Linked DNA regions of Mus musculus: region 1 is linked to region 2. A link is a contact called in public HiChIP or PLAC-seq data. All regions are on one chromosome and are shown on one strand. Each heading gives the region's core, a stretch centred on a gene start, on an enhancer-like site or on the middle of the called end of the contact. The rest is flanking DNA. Distances are from core to core; before and after follow the strand shown.

What was found. HiChIP or PLAC-seq counts read pairs in DNA pulled down with a chosen protein or histone mark.
Region 1: a contact with region 2 is called in an H3K4me3 HiChIP or PLAC-seq map of embryonic stem cells, with 3 times the contacts expected there. The contact joins the promoter of Jak3 here to the enhancer-like site in region 2. A contact is called at or near these places in 4 of 39 promoter capture datasets (the C10 cell line, hippocampal neurons, pre-B cells and 1 more), 4 of 484 Hi-C or Micro-C datasets (CD4 T cells, Th1 cells, cerebral cortex and 1 more), 2 of 115 datasets of contacts at active chromatin or transcription factors (embryonic hindbrain and embryonic stem cells) and 3 of 9 other capture datasets (adipose tissue, liver and pancreatic islet).

What each region holds. Positions count from the first base shown.
Region 1 is chr8:71,675,098-71,679,764 of GRCm38.p6, forward strand. It overlaps Jak3 (Janus kinase 3), which reads left to right and starts at 1,286. Exons shown (of 25, transcript NM_010589.6): 1 at 1,286-1,486; 2 at 3,232-3,424; 3 at 3,580-3,703; 4 at 3,881-3,992; 5 at 4,105-4,250; 6 at 4,462-4,667. The coding sequence starts at 3,241.
Region 2 is chr8:71,356,605-71,361,433 of GRCm38.p6, forward strand. Myo9b (myosin IXb) reads left to right here. Exons shown (of 40, transcript NM_001142322.1): 35 at 1-48; 36 at 1,509-1,632; 37 at 2,012-2,059; 38 at 2,359-2,489; 39 at 2,721-2,848; 40 at 2,954-4,108. The coding sequence ends at 3,369. Among named protein-coding and RNA genes, the nearest start is that of Use1, 8.2 kb to the right of the region's middle. Within about 2 kb of position 1,642, at least 8 of the 459 cell types and tissues checked have an H3K27ac peak or open chromatin away from gene starts, as enhancers often do. A contact at or near this core is called in embryonic stem cells, where this site is marked.

The sequences.
Region 1 (4,667 bases), core at 36-2,535, 320 kb after region 2:
TTGCTATGTTCCATGTGCTTTGAACTATTTGTAACAGAACCCAACAGTTGCCTTTTTCTTCTTTTCTTAAAATTTTTTTAAAATTTATTTTGTAAGACAAGGTTTAGTTGTATAGTCTGAGCTGGTCTGAAACTTTCTATGTGGACCAGGCTTGGCTCAGACTGGCAGCAATCCTCCTGCCTTGGCCTCCTGAGTGGTGGGATTGTCACACATGTGCTACAATGGCCTGTTGGTGTCTTCTTCGTGTCCTACATGGGTAGGGCCAGAGAAGGAGCTATGCTGGTGGCCAGTAACAACCCAGCCATACTCCTACCTCCATCCAGCTGTTTTACATGGCAACTGGGATGAAATCTCAGGTATTGGTGCTTATGCAAATGTTCCACCCCTGAGTCGTGTCCCCAGCCCCTCACTGGGGGATTCTAGGTAGGAGCTCCACCAGTGAGCTGTGTGGCACATATTGGTTTGTTCTGCCAGTCTTCTGCCTCATCGTCTGCATCACACCTGCTATCTCTTCACGTTTCCATTCCTGGCATCTGTTTCCTCACGTCATCCTCTCTCAGACAGAGGCCTGACCTGCTGTGTGTGGTGTTAAAGGACTTGTGGATGCTCTGGGTCCCAGGCACCCACCAGGAGGGGCATCTGAGAACAGAACTTGGCATGCTTTAGGGAAGCACAGCTGCACAGTTCTCTCCCCCAGGATCACTCTTAGTTCTACCCCATGCAGCAGACACTGCCACTGGCAACAGATGGGTAAACGGAGGCACCAGGGTGCATAGCCAGGGATGGAGGACTGGAGAACGGGCTCCTGCCATCACCATCTGAGGCCTAGGAGTTCTTTTCAGAATCCTCCAAGCTGTACCTGTGGGTTCCAGTGATGGAACTCAAGTCGATTTGTGTGGCGATAGCGTATACTCCTCAGCCTTCTAGCAAGCCTCATCTCATAGCTTTTGAGCAGAATAAAAGGCGAGGTTTTCAGAGGAAGTGGGGGCACGCCCAGCAAGCAGGTGGGCTTCCCAGGAGAAGGCCCCTCTTAGTTCATTAGGACTGGAGGCCCAGAGGTTTGGTTTTTTTCCGCCCGTAATTTTTTTTTTTAAACATTACGCAGTGTGTCTTTTAGGAGGTTAAAGGTTGGAGGCGGAGTGGAAACTGAAGCCTGAAATGTGTTCTAGCCGCAGCAAGTCCCTGCCCGGGCTGGCTCAGGTTGTTCCAAGGACATGCAAAGACAGGAGCCCGAGGCGGGGAGTGCTCTGTAAGCTCAGGTCCCCAGCAGCACCCCAGCCTTTCTGTCTCTGCACAGCTCCCACCCCAGAAGGGTGGCCTGCGGCACAGGTTTCTAGTCTCCCCCGGGCTTCCCGCCCCGCCCCGCCCCCAGGGCGCCCTGACTTTCCGTAAATGACGGCGGCCAGGAAGCTCAGGGGCCGCACAGGAAGGAGCAGGGACTTTCCTGTCGCAGCCTCGGCTGTCCTTTGCCTCGGCACAGCTGCAGGTAGGAGCGCGGGGCACAGGTTCAGGGCGCGGGTGTGCGGGCGCGGGAGCGGGAGCGGGGCGCTGCCTAGACACCGCATTGGCGGCTCAGCAGCGCGCATGCGCGGCGGGCTCCCCAACCCCACCCTCCCTGTTCTAGGAGTGGGGAAGTAAAGGGCCTGAACTTTCCATTTGGTATAATCTCATACTTCTTTAATATTCGTGTCCGCTTTGTTGTTTTATGTCTTATATTTTGAGGATGGCTCTCCGTCCGTAGCCCTGCTGGCTTAGAAGTCACTATGTAGCCCCAAACTCATAGCAATCCTCCTGCAGCCTTCCCAGGAGCAAAAGAACAGGGAAGACAATGTTGATGGTTTTATTTTTGTACACTTCTATAACATTTTAATCTGTTTTATTCTGCGTGTGTGTGCGTTGCACATGTTCCGAGGTCAGAGGAGTGGGTTCGCGCCTTCTAACATGTGGATCCTGGGGACCAGCAGGCTAGGTGGCAAGCGCGTCTTTACTCCCTAAGCCATGTTGGTCACCCTAATTTGTTTCTTGAGACAGGGTCTGACCTTGAACATATAATGACAGTTGTGTACCACCACCTCTGGTAATAGGTTAATGACTTCTTCAGTTCTCGATTTGAGACAGGGTTTCTCTGTGTAGCCCTGGAACTCACTCTGTAGCCCAGGTTGGCTTCCAACTCACAGAGATTCACATGCCTCTGACTCCAGAGTGCTGGGATTAAAGGCATGCACCACCACCACCGCCAAGCTAGATTTTTTTATTTTTTAAAATACAGTCTCATGCGCTGGCCTGGGACTTCTCTCTCTCTCTCTTTCTTTTTTCGAGACAGGGTTTCTCTATGTAGCCCTGGCTGTCCTGGAACTCACTTTGTAGACCAGGCTGGCCTCCAACTCAGAATCCACCTGCCTCTGCCTCCCAAGTGCTGGGATTAAAGACGTGTGCCACCACTGCCCTTCTTGGCCTTGGCCTTCTAATCTTCTGCCTCCCCCTCTGGAGTTTTCTGGTCAAAAGTGTGTGCTGCTATGCCTACTTTTGTTGTCTTATCATGGGAGGGGTGCACATGAAGAGGCCAGAGGGCAAATTTATGCAGTTAGCATACCCTTTTCACAGCTTTGTTTGGACTTGGTTGTGAGCCTTCTTCCTGGCCTTGAGGACTGGTCTGAGCAGCTGAAGGGCTGTTTCCTGCCTTTTCTCTCAGGCCCAGGCCCCACCCCTTGCCCTCAGCAGCTCTGAAGGGTGGGAAGTGTATTTTCACACAGGCCACTGCAGAGAACCTCCCTACTGTGAGGACCAAAGAGGAGCATAAAATAGATGTTGGACATGGGGTTAAATGGGCTGAAGAGAGACCAGAAAGGGTTGGGAGACAACATAGGTCCCTGTGCGCATATCTACAGATTTATGCACAGGACACCCATCACAGAAGCTTCTGGTTCCAGTCAAGATGGTCCTGTGACCTTTAGACCTGTAGGGAATAAGACAACTGTCCCCATCCTTCTGTACACCCCTGTTTCCTGTTCAGACCTGTTTCTATATCTGCTGTCAATTGCTCCTGCCTGCCTGGAATATTGGCTTGGCTGACTATGCTAGGATGTGGAGGTCTGTGGATCAATTGGTGATGTCTGCAGGGGTGCAGACATGCACAGACTCAAAGACACCTAGTCCCCAGCTTGGCTGTCACTTGGGGGCATGTGGCTCTTCTTCCCTCTTTCAGTCACACCCCCTTCCATGCCTCTTCAGGTTATACTCATGGCACCTCCAAGTGAGGAGACACCTCTGATCCCTCAGCGCTCTTGCAGCCTCTCATCCTCAGAGGCAGGAGCCCTGCATGTGCTCCTTCCTCCCCGGGGACCTGGGCCTCCCCAGCGATTGTCATTCTCTTTTGGGGACTACTTGGCTGAGGATTTATGTGTGCGAGCTGCCAAGGCCTGTGGTGAGTGGGTCCCTAGATGACCATGCCATGTAATAGCAACATCTATTGAGAAAGGGGATGCTGGGGTTTTGAGGGGTGTGGAATTTTGGTAAGGGAGGATCATGGGATCAGCCCGTGTAGTTGACTTGGGTGAACTGATGTGCCCATCCCTTCAGGCATCCTGCCTGTTTATCATTCGCTTTTCGCTCTGGCCACTGAGGACTTCTCTTGCTGGTTTCCCCCAAGCCACATCTTCTGCATAGAGGACGTGGACACTCAAGTCTTGGTCTACAGGCTACGGTAGGAAGTGAACCCCTTGATTTATCTTCAGGGTAGTATTTCTATTCAGTCTATAGTAGAGGCTCTTGAAACCAGAGAGGTTGGGCTGTTTGCTGTAGGCCACACTGCACTTCAGTGACCCAACTTGGGCTCTGGGAAGCCAGAGCTGAGTGGGCCACCCCATTCTGAAACCCACAGCTTTTATTTCCCTGACTGGTTTGGGCTGGAGACATGTCACCGCTTTGGGCTGCGCAAAGATTTGACCAGTGCCATCCTTGACTTACACGTTTTAGAACATCTCTTTGCTCAGGTTGGTATTCTTCGGTGGGGAAGGCTCAACCCAGGGATGGGGGACCCCAAGGTAACAAATCCCAGCACCCAGGACGGAACCTCACCTAACCACCCTTCTGTGGCTGACCCAGCACCGCAGTGACCTGGTGAGTGGGCGCCTCCCGGTGGGCCTTAGCATGAAGGAGCAGGGAGAGTTCCTGAGCCTGGCCGTGCTGGACTTGGCCCAGATGGCTCGTGAGCAGGCCCAGCGCCCAGGAGAGCTGCTGAAGACGGTCAGGTGAGGGCCTCGGGCCACCCCTTCGTGGTCTTCTTTGGCTGCGGATCTAGGGCCCTATCGTTTTCCCTTACTGGAACACATACCTCCTTCCCAACTTGTGCAGCCACCCTCTCCGTCAGCCTGCCCCTGCCGAAAGGTCCCCTATGTCTGTCTCGTGTGTCCTTCGGGCCCCCTCACCACCCTAAGAGCTCGGCGTGCCCCCCCCCCACAGTTACAAAGCCTGTCTGCCGCCCAGCCTGCGCGATGTGATCCAGGGCCAGAACTTCGTGACACGCAGGCGCATCCGCAGGACCGTGGTCTTGGCGCTGCGCCGTGTGGTCGCCTGCCAGGCCGACCGCTACGCGCTCATGGCCAAGTATATTTTGGACCTGGAGCGGCTACATCCAGCGGCCACCACCGAGACCTTCCGTGTGGGGC
Region 2 (4,829 bases), core at 392-2,891:
CAACTCCGACCCCCTGACCAGCATGAAGGATGTACTGAAGATCACCACGTGAGTCACCTAGCCCCAGACCCATAAGCACCCAGCTGTCTGAAATGTCCATCATCCTCACAGTGTGGAGGCTAGGCAGGAGAATCTGAACTTCCAGGCCAGCTACAGCATTAAGACAAAATCAAACAAGAGAGTTCACTCAAAAACCCACATGACCTCCCTGTCTGTTTAGAGAGAAAGCCCAGATGAAATTCCTGGTGACCATGGTTGACTTGGAAATTGTCAGACCCATAGAGGTTCAGCATTACTAAGTTTCTTTTTTGATTATTTTATGGGCGAAGGCACATATGCCATCTGTGGGGGTCATAGGACAACTTTTCTTCCATGTAGGTATGAGGGATTAAATCAGGTCATCGGGCTTGGCACCCTTATCCTCTGAGCCATCTTTTTGGTGGACCCTTCTTAGGTTTCTTCAGCAGCCTTCCCTCACCTCCCCAACACACACACCTTTTCTAGGCCTGGAAGCAGGGTTCCCCAGCAGGCATGCTTATGGCTACCAGGGCCTACTCAGCAGGTGCTATAATAAACACCATTTTAAGTAAAGCCTAGTACTTAACAAAAGGTGGATCTGAGGTGAGTGGAATTGTGGTTCCAGAAGTCACCACAATGCAGGCAGTGTTCCGCATGGAGGAAGCACAGCCTCATGTCCCCTGTTCAGGGAAGACCTTATTCTGAGTCACCTGAGAAGAAGCATTGAAGAGAGACCTTCTAAGGCCAAGATGGAGGGAGGTAGCCATGAAGCCAAGTGTTTCTGCCAGTTTTCCATCATTGTCTTTCCAACTCTGCATGAGTGCTCCTCAGAATGCTGAAGGGCTGGGGTGTAGCTCTCTGGTTGAACTTTAGCTTGGCATGTATGAGAACTCAGGTCCCACACCACCCCTGCACCCATGGAAAAATAAGATTGCAAGGAGAAGACCCTCGGCAGCTTTCCTAGCTTAAGGCTGGGAAGCTTGCTGTGGTCCCTAAAGGAGGGTGAGGAAGGAGCCCAAAACCCCGGGAGGTGGGGCAGGACACACTTACTTCCGCTGTCCTCAGCACTCTGATCAACTTGTGATCTCACAGCCTTTCGCCTCACTGGGACTGAATTTGAGCTAAGTCCCTCTGGTCCTGACTGTTGAGTAGGCTCTGTGGGAGTCAAAGCTTGTATTGTAGAGCTGTTAGGTAGGGCACTGACTAGGACAGGCCGCCCAGCCTTTCCATACCTTGTCCTTTCTAGGAGTTAAAGTAGTCCCACTCGGCTGGTGACTAGGGTTCTGTTCTCCAACCTGCACCATCCTTTTACCTCCTATCTCAGTGCTGTCAAAGACAAGCGACAGGATTCTTGGGTTCAGAAAGCAAAGTGAGCCTCCTGGGGTCACATGGTGTCCCGTCCCAGGGTAGCAGTGCTGGCCCAGGTCCTACTGGCTCTCTGGGACTGCCTTCCTAGCCACTGGACGTAAACTGGCCACATCTGTGCACAGGTGTGTGGAGATGCTCATCAAAGAACAGATGAGGAAGTACAAGATGAAGATGGAGGAAATCAACCACCTGGAGGCTGCTGAGAGCATTGCATTCCGCAGGCTCTCCCTGTTGAGGCAGAATGCTGTGAGTGCTGGCCTTGGGGCTGGGCCTCCTGCGGCTGGGTTATGGTACTCCCACCAGAAACTAGGAAGTGTGCAGTGTGGTCAGGGGCCTTGTGGCACAGGCAGGACAGAGCCCTACCATCACCAAAGGGCTATTTCCAGTCAGACACAGGTTGCTCCTCTGAGGGCCAGGTGAATCAGTTCAGCACATGAGCCTGGCCTGGTTTCCTTCATAGTGCACAGGGAGTTCCCATTACAGAAGGGCCCATGCTGGTGCTGCAGAAGGGGCAGGTCCTGGGCTCCCATTGGAGCCAGTGGGTCTTCAGCCTCCTGGTCTGGTCCTGCTCGTGCCTATTTGGCAGGCTTAGCACACCTGGTCACCCTTGTTATCTCTTCCCCAGCCGTGGCCTCTCAAACTGGGGTTTTCATCACCCTATGAGGGGGTCCGGGTACGTACACATTGCATGGGCCGAGCTGCATGTTCCCAGGTTGTACACTGGGTAGATTTGGCCGTACCATAGAACATGCCCTAACATGTGGAAGTGCATGCTGGTTCTTGGTCCCCACTAGATTCCTGTGGTCCTCTGGACAAAGAGCACTGTATGTGTGTGTATTGGAGGAGGGGGGATCTACTTCATAACTAACCTAGAGCTGCTGGTTCCGCCCTTCACCCAAGCGCTAGACTCCGCCCACATCCTGAGCTCCCCCCCTCCGGTGCTGGACCAGACCTACCTTTTTCGTGTTTCAGATCAAAAGCCCCAGGACCCCAGTGGTCCAAGACCTGGAGCTGGGGGCTCTCCCCGAGGAGGCTGCAGGTGGCGACGAGGACCGAGAAAAGGAGATTCTCATGGAGAGGATCCAGTCCATCAAGGAAGAGAAGCAAGTGTCATGCGCCCCACCCCACCCCCACCTCCCACCCCCATCCAGGCGTCCAGGCGGGTGTTCTAGGCAGGAACAGCCCTGGAACAGCACTGCAGCCAAGCTGCTTGCAGGGTTGGGGGGTCCAGATGCTTGTGCTTGGTGTGAGGGAGGGGCCTAGAGGAGCAGGGCTACTTCCTTTGGGGGTCAGCTCCTGAGGAATAGCCTCAAATATGGTGCCCCCACCCTCAGGGAGGACATCACATATCGACTGCCGGAGCTGGACCCACGGGGTTCTGATGAGGAGAACCTTGACTCAGAGACATCGGCCAGCACTGAGAGCCTGCTGGAGGAGAGGGGCGTGCGGGGGGCCGTGGAAGGTTAGTGTGAAGGTGGCGTCCAACGGCCCTCCCCACTGTGGCAGGCCCAGGGCAGGAGTCCACCTAGTACCCCCGCTGCAGTAACCCCGAGTCTGTCTCTCCAAGGGCCCCCCGCACCTGCTCTCCCCTGCCCCATTTCGCCCACCCTGAGTCCCCTCCCCGAGGCCGCCGCCCCTCCACGAGGAAGGCCGACATCCTTCGTCACGGTCAGAGTGAAGACACCTCGGAGGACCCCCATCATGCCCATGGCCAATATCAAGCTCCCTCCGGGCCTGCCCTTGCACCTGACAAGCTGGGCACCTGCTCTCCAGGAGGCTGTTGTTCCAGTGAAGCGCCGAGAGCCACCTGCCCGCAGACAGGACCAGGTACATTCCGTATACATCGCCCCTGGGGCTGACCTGCCATCACAGAGTACACTGATAGCCCTGGACCATGATACCATACTTCCTGGGACCAAGCGCAGGTATTCGGACCCCCCTACCTACTGCCTGCCCCCCAGCTCCGGCCAGGCCAATGGCTGAGGACCATGACTGGCAGTCTGCATCTCCTAACATCCCCGAACTGGCATCCCAGCTGTGGAGCTGGCCTTCACTTTCTGAGAAGGATCTAGAATGAAAAGCTCCCAAAGGGATGCAGTGGCCAGCTCTGTGTGTTGTGGAGACTGGGAGCTGCTGGCCAGGAGCCATCAGAGCCCCAACCTGCACAGCAGTGGCTCCTTTGTCCTTTCAGTAACTGTTTCTCTTTTTGTGGTTTACATAACTTTTAAGTTCATAACAGCCTTAATGGAGGACCAAACTTTTGTATTTGTATGTCTGAACTTTTATATTAACTCTGCACCCTTGTAACCTGGACATGGGCAGGGCAAGCCTGCAAAGTGGACATGTGGGCTACAGATGACTGCTGCACTCACTGCATAGTGGTAGAGAGTGAACTCACAGGACGTCTGTCCATCTTGAATGCCTCCCAGCAGTAGTCATCTGCCCAGAGAACCTTCCAGAGATTGCTGGAGCTTTCCACAGCTGAAGGCAGGACAGGAGTGGGAAGTCCCTGAGTGCCAGGGAAGCCTGAATGTAGCTTACAGCTCTGCCCACTGTGCCTGTGAAATGCACGGAGCCAGGGACTTGGAACCTTTAGGAACAATCAGTGCATCCGGTGACAGCCTGGGTTCTTTAGAGGCTGGCTCTCTTCTCAGGCTCTACCCAGTCCTGGAGACAAGGAAGCCCCACAGGAGGTGTGAAATAAAAGTACTTGAGAAGGGTTAGTGTGGTCTTGCTGCTTGGGCTGCACTGGGGTGGAGGGTCCTGTCTGAAGAAGGGCCCACATGAGGCCCCAGCCAGCACTGCCTGAGTTGTCCCCATGAGTTGGGAATGGAGCACGAGTTGCCATTAGCCCAGGATGCACCTGAGAGCTGACGCAGAAGTTTCTGGTGAGGCTCTGCATGAAGAGAAAAAGAAAAGGGCCCATTGAGGCCTCAGTCTGGCATCTGGGTGTCAGCAGCTGTGCCTATAGAGTGCTGTCCAGGCTAGTCATCCATATCTTGAAACTACCAACTGCTGAGCAGCCAGGAGCCCCAGACCTTTCCTCAAGAGATGAGTCTCAGGTAAAACAAGTACCCAGAGAATAGAGGGATGGCTTGGCGACTAAAAGCTCTTGCAGATGAGGGTTTGGTTTCCAGCCCCAACATGGAGCCTCACAACCATCTGTAACTCCAGCTCCAGGGGACTGAACACTTCTGGCCTCCACAGGCACCAGGCATGAAGGTGGTGTACAAATGTACATGCAGGGAAAGCACCTGTACACATGAATGTATATTTTTAAAACTTGGAAAAGAGAAATGTGTACCAAAAAGATACTGTATGAAATTCCCACTAGGGCCTGGGGACACGGCTCAGAACATTTGCCACACGAGTAGGAGAACCTGAACTCAAATCCCAGCACCCCTGGAAAAGCTAGTGTGGCTCTAGCTCAGTGGGGAGGCCCT